Regions from separate parts of the Rattus norvegicus genome. Here region 2 is linked to region 1. Evidence: chromatin contacts called from public Hi-C data. All regions are on one chromosome and are shown on one strand. The core of a region is the stretch at or near the end of the contact, and the rest is flanking DNA. Distances in the headings are between cores, read along the strand shown. Region 1 overlaps Fam171a1 (family with sequence similarity 171, member A1). Region 2 overlaps Fam171a1 (family with sequence similarity 171, member A1).

What was found. A called contact is a pair of places that touch in the nucleus more often than the background predicts.
Region 2: a Hi-C map of Schwann cells shows a contact between it and region 1, with 6 times the contacts expected there. The contact joins two enhancer-like sites. A contact is called at or near these places in 5 of 12 Hi-C or Micro-C datasets (Schwann cells, frontal cortex, kidney and 2 more) and 1 of 1 datasets of contacts at active chromatin or transcription factors (oligodendrocytes).

The regions. Positions count from the first base shown.
Region 1 is chr17:79,994,549-79,997,754 of GRCr8, reverse strand. All of the region lies in intron 1 of Fam171a1 (family with sequence similarity 171, member A1), which reads left to right. Among named protein-coding and RNA genes, the nearest start is that of Fam171a1, 61 kb to the left of the region's middle. Within about 2 kb of position 1,659, at least 49 of the 93 cell types and tissues checked have an H3K27ac peak or open chromatin away from gene starts, as enhancers often do.
Region 2 is chr17:80,049,144-80,052,349 of GRCr8, reverse strand. All of the region lies in intron 1 of Fam171a1 (family with sequence similarity 171, member A1), which reads left to right. Among named protein-coding and RNA genes, the nearest start is that of Fam171a1, 6.7 kb to the left of the region's middle. Within about 2 kb of position 1,644, at least 13 of the 93 cell types and tissues checked have an H3K27ac peak or open chromatin away from gene starts, as enhancers often do.

The DNA.
Region 1 (3,206 bases), core at 410-2,909:
ACAGAGACAGACACAGAGACTCCTTTAACTGATGTATTTTTATAAATGTTTGGTATTCTGCATTTCAACATTCTGACAAGTGGGTTAGAAGTTGCTGTTTATCAAATGATCATCAGTTTGCACTTCAAACATCTTACGGATGTATGGGCAATGAGGTAGAGAAGTCCACGGATTGATTGCCCTGAGATCTTCTGGCCAAGCCAGGAAGGAGTGTATGCATAGAAGGCGCAGAGAGCTAGGGAGGTTGAGGTGAGAGAGAGCATCGCGCGCAGAGCCTGCCAAGACTGTGGTGGGAGTAAGATGCTCTAAGAATGTGCCAGTAGTGCTCGCTGGCTGCCGGTGAAGAGCTCTTCTCTTTGTTTCCCAAGCTGAAGCTGTAGTGTCTACCACATTACCATCTCTCCCTGAGCTGCCGCATGTGAGTCAGCTGCCTGGGGTGGTAGACCATAAAAAGGCCCAGAATGGCTTTCTGCGTTCCCAGGGGCTGCTGTTGCAAACTTATCATCTCCGTGCTTTTCAAGTGAGTAGAAAGGAAGCCAGATGCTAGGGTAGAGATTACAGTACCCTACAGAACACTAAGCAATGCTTTTAAAAATATACCGAGCAGAGGTAGGAATTCTTTATCAGACATGACCTCAGATCAACAGAGAGGTTTGGGGAGGCTCTTTGTACCGTCAATGGTGAAAGGTGTTACCCGGACAACAGGGCAGAGGGCTAGTCCCGGAGCCACGGGGTTTCTAGGGCCTCGCACCAGAGTGTGGCTGCGCCGTCCATTCTCCGTGGGGGGCCAGTGCAGGGGTCTGACCTCTGCACTCATCACGCTGAGTATTCCTTTTAGAATCCGAACCAGGCGTCGCCAAGTGCAAGTAAGGCTGGGAAAGGAATCCAAGAACATACAAGTTATAGCAGGCAGTCATTGAGCTACATGAAACGTTACTATCCTTCTTCAGTTTGTACGCGACACAAAAGTCTCTTTTTGAGACAGGGGATTGCTGTGTAGCCCAACCTTGTCTCGATCTAGCTGAGTTATTATTACAGGTGTACACCATCACACCTAATTTATACTCTAAAACAATCTAGTATAAAGCATATAATAGGTCTTTAAAAATAAACCTGTCGTTTTTAGTGGACCTCATTGTCTAAGATTTGAAATTTTTAAATGATCTGTTTAAGAAATAAAAATAAGTACCAGGAGGCACATGCACCCCATATGAAAGTAAGTCAAATAAATTATGGGGATGCAAGTGACAAAGTACCTGTTAATTTCATCAGATCATTAAGTCTTTAGTGTTTGTGAAAGAGACGAGGGAGCTTGGGTGAAGGGCTGCCCTGCACTTAGCAGGCCTTCTCCGGCCTGCTTTTCCTTGCTGTCTATCGACAGAGATTCCAATCACAGGCTGCTGTGCTGAGGCCCAAGTACCAGGCACACATTTCTTAGATAAAAGAGGAGCAGAGGTCTGGTAACACTTTAAAAATAAACTCTTCGTTCAAGAAGACGTTTTAAGTGGTCAAGTGATCTTTTACTGTTTCGGTTAAGAGATGTGAAGCCCACGGTGAATCTGCCAGATTGGGGTTAAATATAGCTAATGGTAGTGCTGGATGCTAAGCGTGGTGACTTCCTGCTCAGCTGCTCTGCCTGCTGCTGGGAAGGTTCCCAGAGCTCCAGGCAACATGACATCAGAGTGCAGGCCCGTGAGGGAGCAGTGGCTTTCTTTCCACCAGGTTCTTACAACGGAGCCAGAGAGAGGCCAGGTTCCCTGCTAGGACAGACTACTATGGAAACCCAGCTCAAAAGTGTTCCAAGAAAGGAAAAGTTAAAGCCTCACCCCAAGGGAAAGCCCAGCTTGAGGAAATTCAGAAGGGAAGCCAGAGCTCTAACAGGCAGCAGACAGCCCCACAGAAGTCACCACCACTCAACCAAGTCAGGTCCCAGAACTTCCCTCTCCCTTCCAAGACAAACCAGAGTTTGTTAGACTCCGAGTTGAGAGTGGAGAAGGGGGCGGGGGAGGTTAAAAGGGCAAGTGAACATATCCTCCCAGCTTTGGTCCCAGTGAAAACCTCAAGTGTTCTGGAAGGTTCTGCACCAGTGAATGGTTTTAAAGGAGCATAGAAGATGTTTAATTTGATGTTTGGATGGTACATTATGAAATAAGTGTATTCCGTCATTTGTATAAAAATAGAATATACATTATTTGAAGATGAAGGGGGTTAGGAAGAAAGCACACATGCATGGTTTTCTGCCCTTTTTTTTTTTTTTTTTTTTTTTTTTTTAGCATCTTCAGGCAATTTTATCAAATCCCAATTTCGGGAATCCCTGCCTGCGTGGGGCTTCTATACCATAATTCAGTTCTCGTGTCCCTGCAATTATGTCTGCTTTTAACTTACTGCTTACAGCTGCCGCCTCCCGGGGCCAACGATTTGAAACGGCCTTGTTGCACTTACTTCTAATCTGTGGCAGTTAGAGAGGACATGTCTAAGGGGATAATGCCGGACTTCTGAAGGATAATGTTTAGTTTTCTGCCCACAAAGCAGATGCTCTCTGCACTGCTTAAAACGGACTAGTCTGTGCCCACAGAGCCAAACTGTTCACGTTTGCCAAGAGCAGAAGGCAGGGAAACATTCCTCAACATCCAGACTGCCACTGGCGGAGCAAAACCTGAGACTAAGTTAGAGGTGTCTGCCAGCTAAACTCCTGCCTAGAAATAATCCACCTTATGAGTGTGTGAGGCAGGAAGAGGCCTGAGCAACCAGCTCTTGCATCCGCAAGTCGGAGTAGACAGAGTGGAGCGCATAAGGGTACTGAGGAGAAAGGCCTGGGGTAGGAGGAAGGCCTTGGGTAGGAGGAAGGCCTGGGGTAGGAAAGAGGAGGGACAAGGAATACTCCTGCTCACTGTTCGGTCCATTGGTCCAGGGCAACACAGCATCCCGGAGAGCAAACAGCACCACTCACCCTAGCAGTCTTCATGAGAAGAGAAGAAAGACCCACATAAAACTTTTGTGTTGGCCCCAGAACATCTGAAAAGGCAGGCTCAACGCTAGAGCAGTGAGTGTCCTAGCCATTCCACAAGACTGTCCCTCCACAGTTCCAAAACTGGGCAACTGTTGTCCTTTGATCAATAGAAGGACCTGCGTCTGTCCTCCAGATCAAGCGCAGTATGTCCGCCCAGCAGAGCCAGGGCTGTCCCCTCTCAGTCTGAGTCACCAGG
Region 2 (3,206 bases), core at 395-2,894, 55 kb before region 1:
GCGATACTTATGACATTAGACCATCAGTATTGAACGATACCCTCTTCCATTTATACCCCACTGTTCTTTGAATCCACTCTTTTAAATAAACGATATCTGTGTCTCAACGAGGCCATTATTTTCGAAGGGCAGGTTGGGGTTTTTTTTGTTGTTGTCGTTTTTTTTGTACTTGAAATAGCAATACACGGAAATAATGAATTCGTGCATTTGTAAAATAGGAAAAGGCATGGCTTCAATTGGAAAAAAAAATCGTGGAAGAGAAAAAAAAAAAAAACAAACCCCTTACTGGCGTCAGGTCTAAGACGAAGTTTTATTAAGGTTAAACCCCAAGATGTGACATTTCCCAGTAAGCAAGAGAGAGATGACCGACCCGTTGAGACTAGTTATGCCTTGGCTAGGTATGTCCCCGAGTTTCAGTAGAAGATGGAGTATCTTGGGAGAGTGTTCCCCTTGGATTTTTTTCTTGATTTGCAAGTTCCAGTCAGGGTGGACTTCTAAGGTGTCAGTCTCAGCATGTGTATGGGACATGTCTGGAACACCGCCTGGCACCAGGAGTTTGAGCTGGTTGGGTCACTGAGGAATTGGACAGTTTCTCTTGTCATTTGAGGGTTCCTTTAAGCTGTTGAGTTCTTCGGGGCTTTTGGGTGGCTACCATTCTGCTAACATGGTTTATCGATTCATGTTTTCTCTGCTTCTCTAGAAGATAAGTGTCCTATTTAACTTCACAGCACATGGTAAGCCGACTGTGAACTTGTTTGGCACAGAGAGTTAGCCCTTGCTGGATGGGGGGAAAGTTGAAGCTGTCGCGGTATATACCACAATGTAGCCAAGGTCTTTTATCTGCATGCATTTCAGGAAGTTTGTATACTTCCTCTGGAAATCCAATTTGTAAGAGCTTTGCTTTTGTTACGGAAATGAGCTTGAATTATAGTTTGAACAAACATTGTGTGGAAACAGGGCTTGGCTATTACTTCAGAAAAACTACTGGGATCTCGAACACACAGACACCGACACCGTCCGCCCCAGGATTCCTGGTAGTTCCCAGGACTTGAAGTGAAGCTTTGTTGTGATATCTAGGGAAACTGACATCTGCAAAGTTTCCTTCCTTTGCTTGGCTCTTTAAATATTCATGATAAAGATGGAGTGTTGGCTTACTGGCTGTAGCTGCTTTGAATCTGCAGAGTGACTTCTACAAAGCAACAGTTAGTGGCCATGTGACTAGCGGTGACTATAAACTCTGCATTGTACTGCAGTCCGTGGTGTTGTTTTGTGGGGATTTTACAGAAGGCGTTATTTAAATGTGTTGACTAACGGCTTTCCGTGCCTCTTACAATACCACACTGAGGGAATTGATAGAAGACGCTTCTCGGACGATGGGCTGTGCAGATGGACTCTGGAAGACTTTTGTTTTAAGCCCTACCCCATGGGCCAAGTGGAGCCAACATCAGGCGAAGGACTTGGTGCCGAGGCTCTTGGCATATGATCTTTACTTTGTTATCATCTGACAGAAAGGTGTTTAACAGCAGTATGTCAACTTTGCCATAATCTCAAAAAATCCACCATCAGCTGCAGCAATCGAGTGAGGGTTTGACGCTTTCTCTTTCGGAGAGGCCTGGCTTCTACCAAACTTGAACTTCGATTTGCCATTATGCCGTGTTCAGTTGGAAGGCAGAGAAGCAATGAATGGGGGCACTAAACAGGAAGCACAGCCAGCAAGCCATACACCTTCCTTAGCCTAGGGCAATAACCTCTAAATACACCTCATGGGCTCGCATCTGGGATCATGGGCAAGTTGGACTTACAGAGGCCACTGGGCTTCAAAAGGAAGATGCACGTATGTATGTATGTATGTATGTATGTATGTTTGTATGTATGCATGCATGTGTTTGTATGTATGAATGTTTGTATGTATGTTTGTTTGTATGCATGTATGTATGTTTGTTTGTATGCATGTATGTATGTTTGTATGTATGTGTGTTGTATGTATGTATATATGTCTTTATGTATGTATGTATGTTTGTATGTATGCATGCATGTGTGTTTGTATGTATGTATGTTTGAATGTATTGTTTGTAAGTATGTTTGTATGCCTGTGTTTGTATTTATTATGTATGTATGTGTGTTTGTATATATGTATGTTTGTATGTATATATGTTTGTTTGCATGTATTCCTCCCCCTTCTCATCTTACAATCTAGTTAAAAATAAATCAACTAGAAGATATCACTGATGTCTTCTTTATGCAATTAGCCAGGCATCTTCAAAGGAAGGTCAAATACACAGGATATAAAGGCTGGTCCGCCATGCTTCTTGGTATTTCAGATGTTACCCACAGTGTGCGTGGGAAGTTGTGCTGATGACAACGTCAGCACCCGACACCTCACTCCGTGCTCCCAGAAATGGTGGTTAAGGAGAAGAAGGCCCACTGCACATAGAATAGGCAGCACCGTCGCTGTAGTGAGTTCCAGTCTCAGACTGACACCCCAAATGACGCCTCGAGCGCGTCAGGTAAAGCTGTCTCATATTGGGTGATCTTTGGGAAGGTAGACTATCAAATATAAGTTTAATATAGCCATCAAATATTTTAAAACCCATTATTTCCCACAAAATATAAAAGGACAGCCTCCAGCGTGAAGACTGAGAGGTGTCTTGGACTTGTGGAAAGTAGCTACAGGAGTAAGAAAGAGGGTCTGGGCACAGCTGCTTTGCCAGTGGGTTTGCTAAAGCCGGTGTCTGTGTATCTGTCCGGCCTTCAGCTCTCTCCCACAGGAGGGGGAACTTGGAGTTCAAGGAGGAAGGACACACACCTATTTTCGAATCAAATGAGCACCTTCATCGACTTACTTCTTTTCTTGAGTTCAGGATTTGAATAGAAATCTGAATTTGTGAGAAGAGAAAGATTTCTTTTTAAATGTCATCCTGGCAGACCTGGAGGAGAGACACTGCACACTGTGATTAAATCTGTCCTGCGCCTCTCGGGTGACTCACATCAGTAAGGTTTCCAATTTCAAGATCAGGATGAGTGGTCCAGTCTTATCGGACAGCGGTTGAGGCCGTGTGCAGTCTCATTGTGCTGTGGTTGTTCATTTGCACCACTGCCCTGCCATGATGAAGAGTCTGGCGAGAGCCGTTTCCCAATGGAAATTCGTCTCACAGAAGAAATTAACCCCTGTGCACGTTGCGTCTTAATATTTTCTTAGTAGTAAC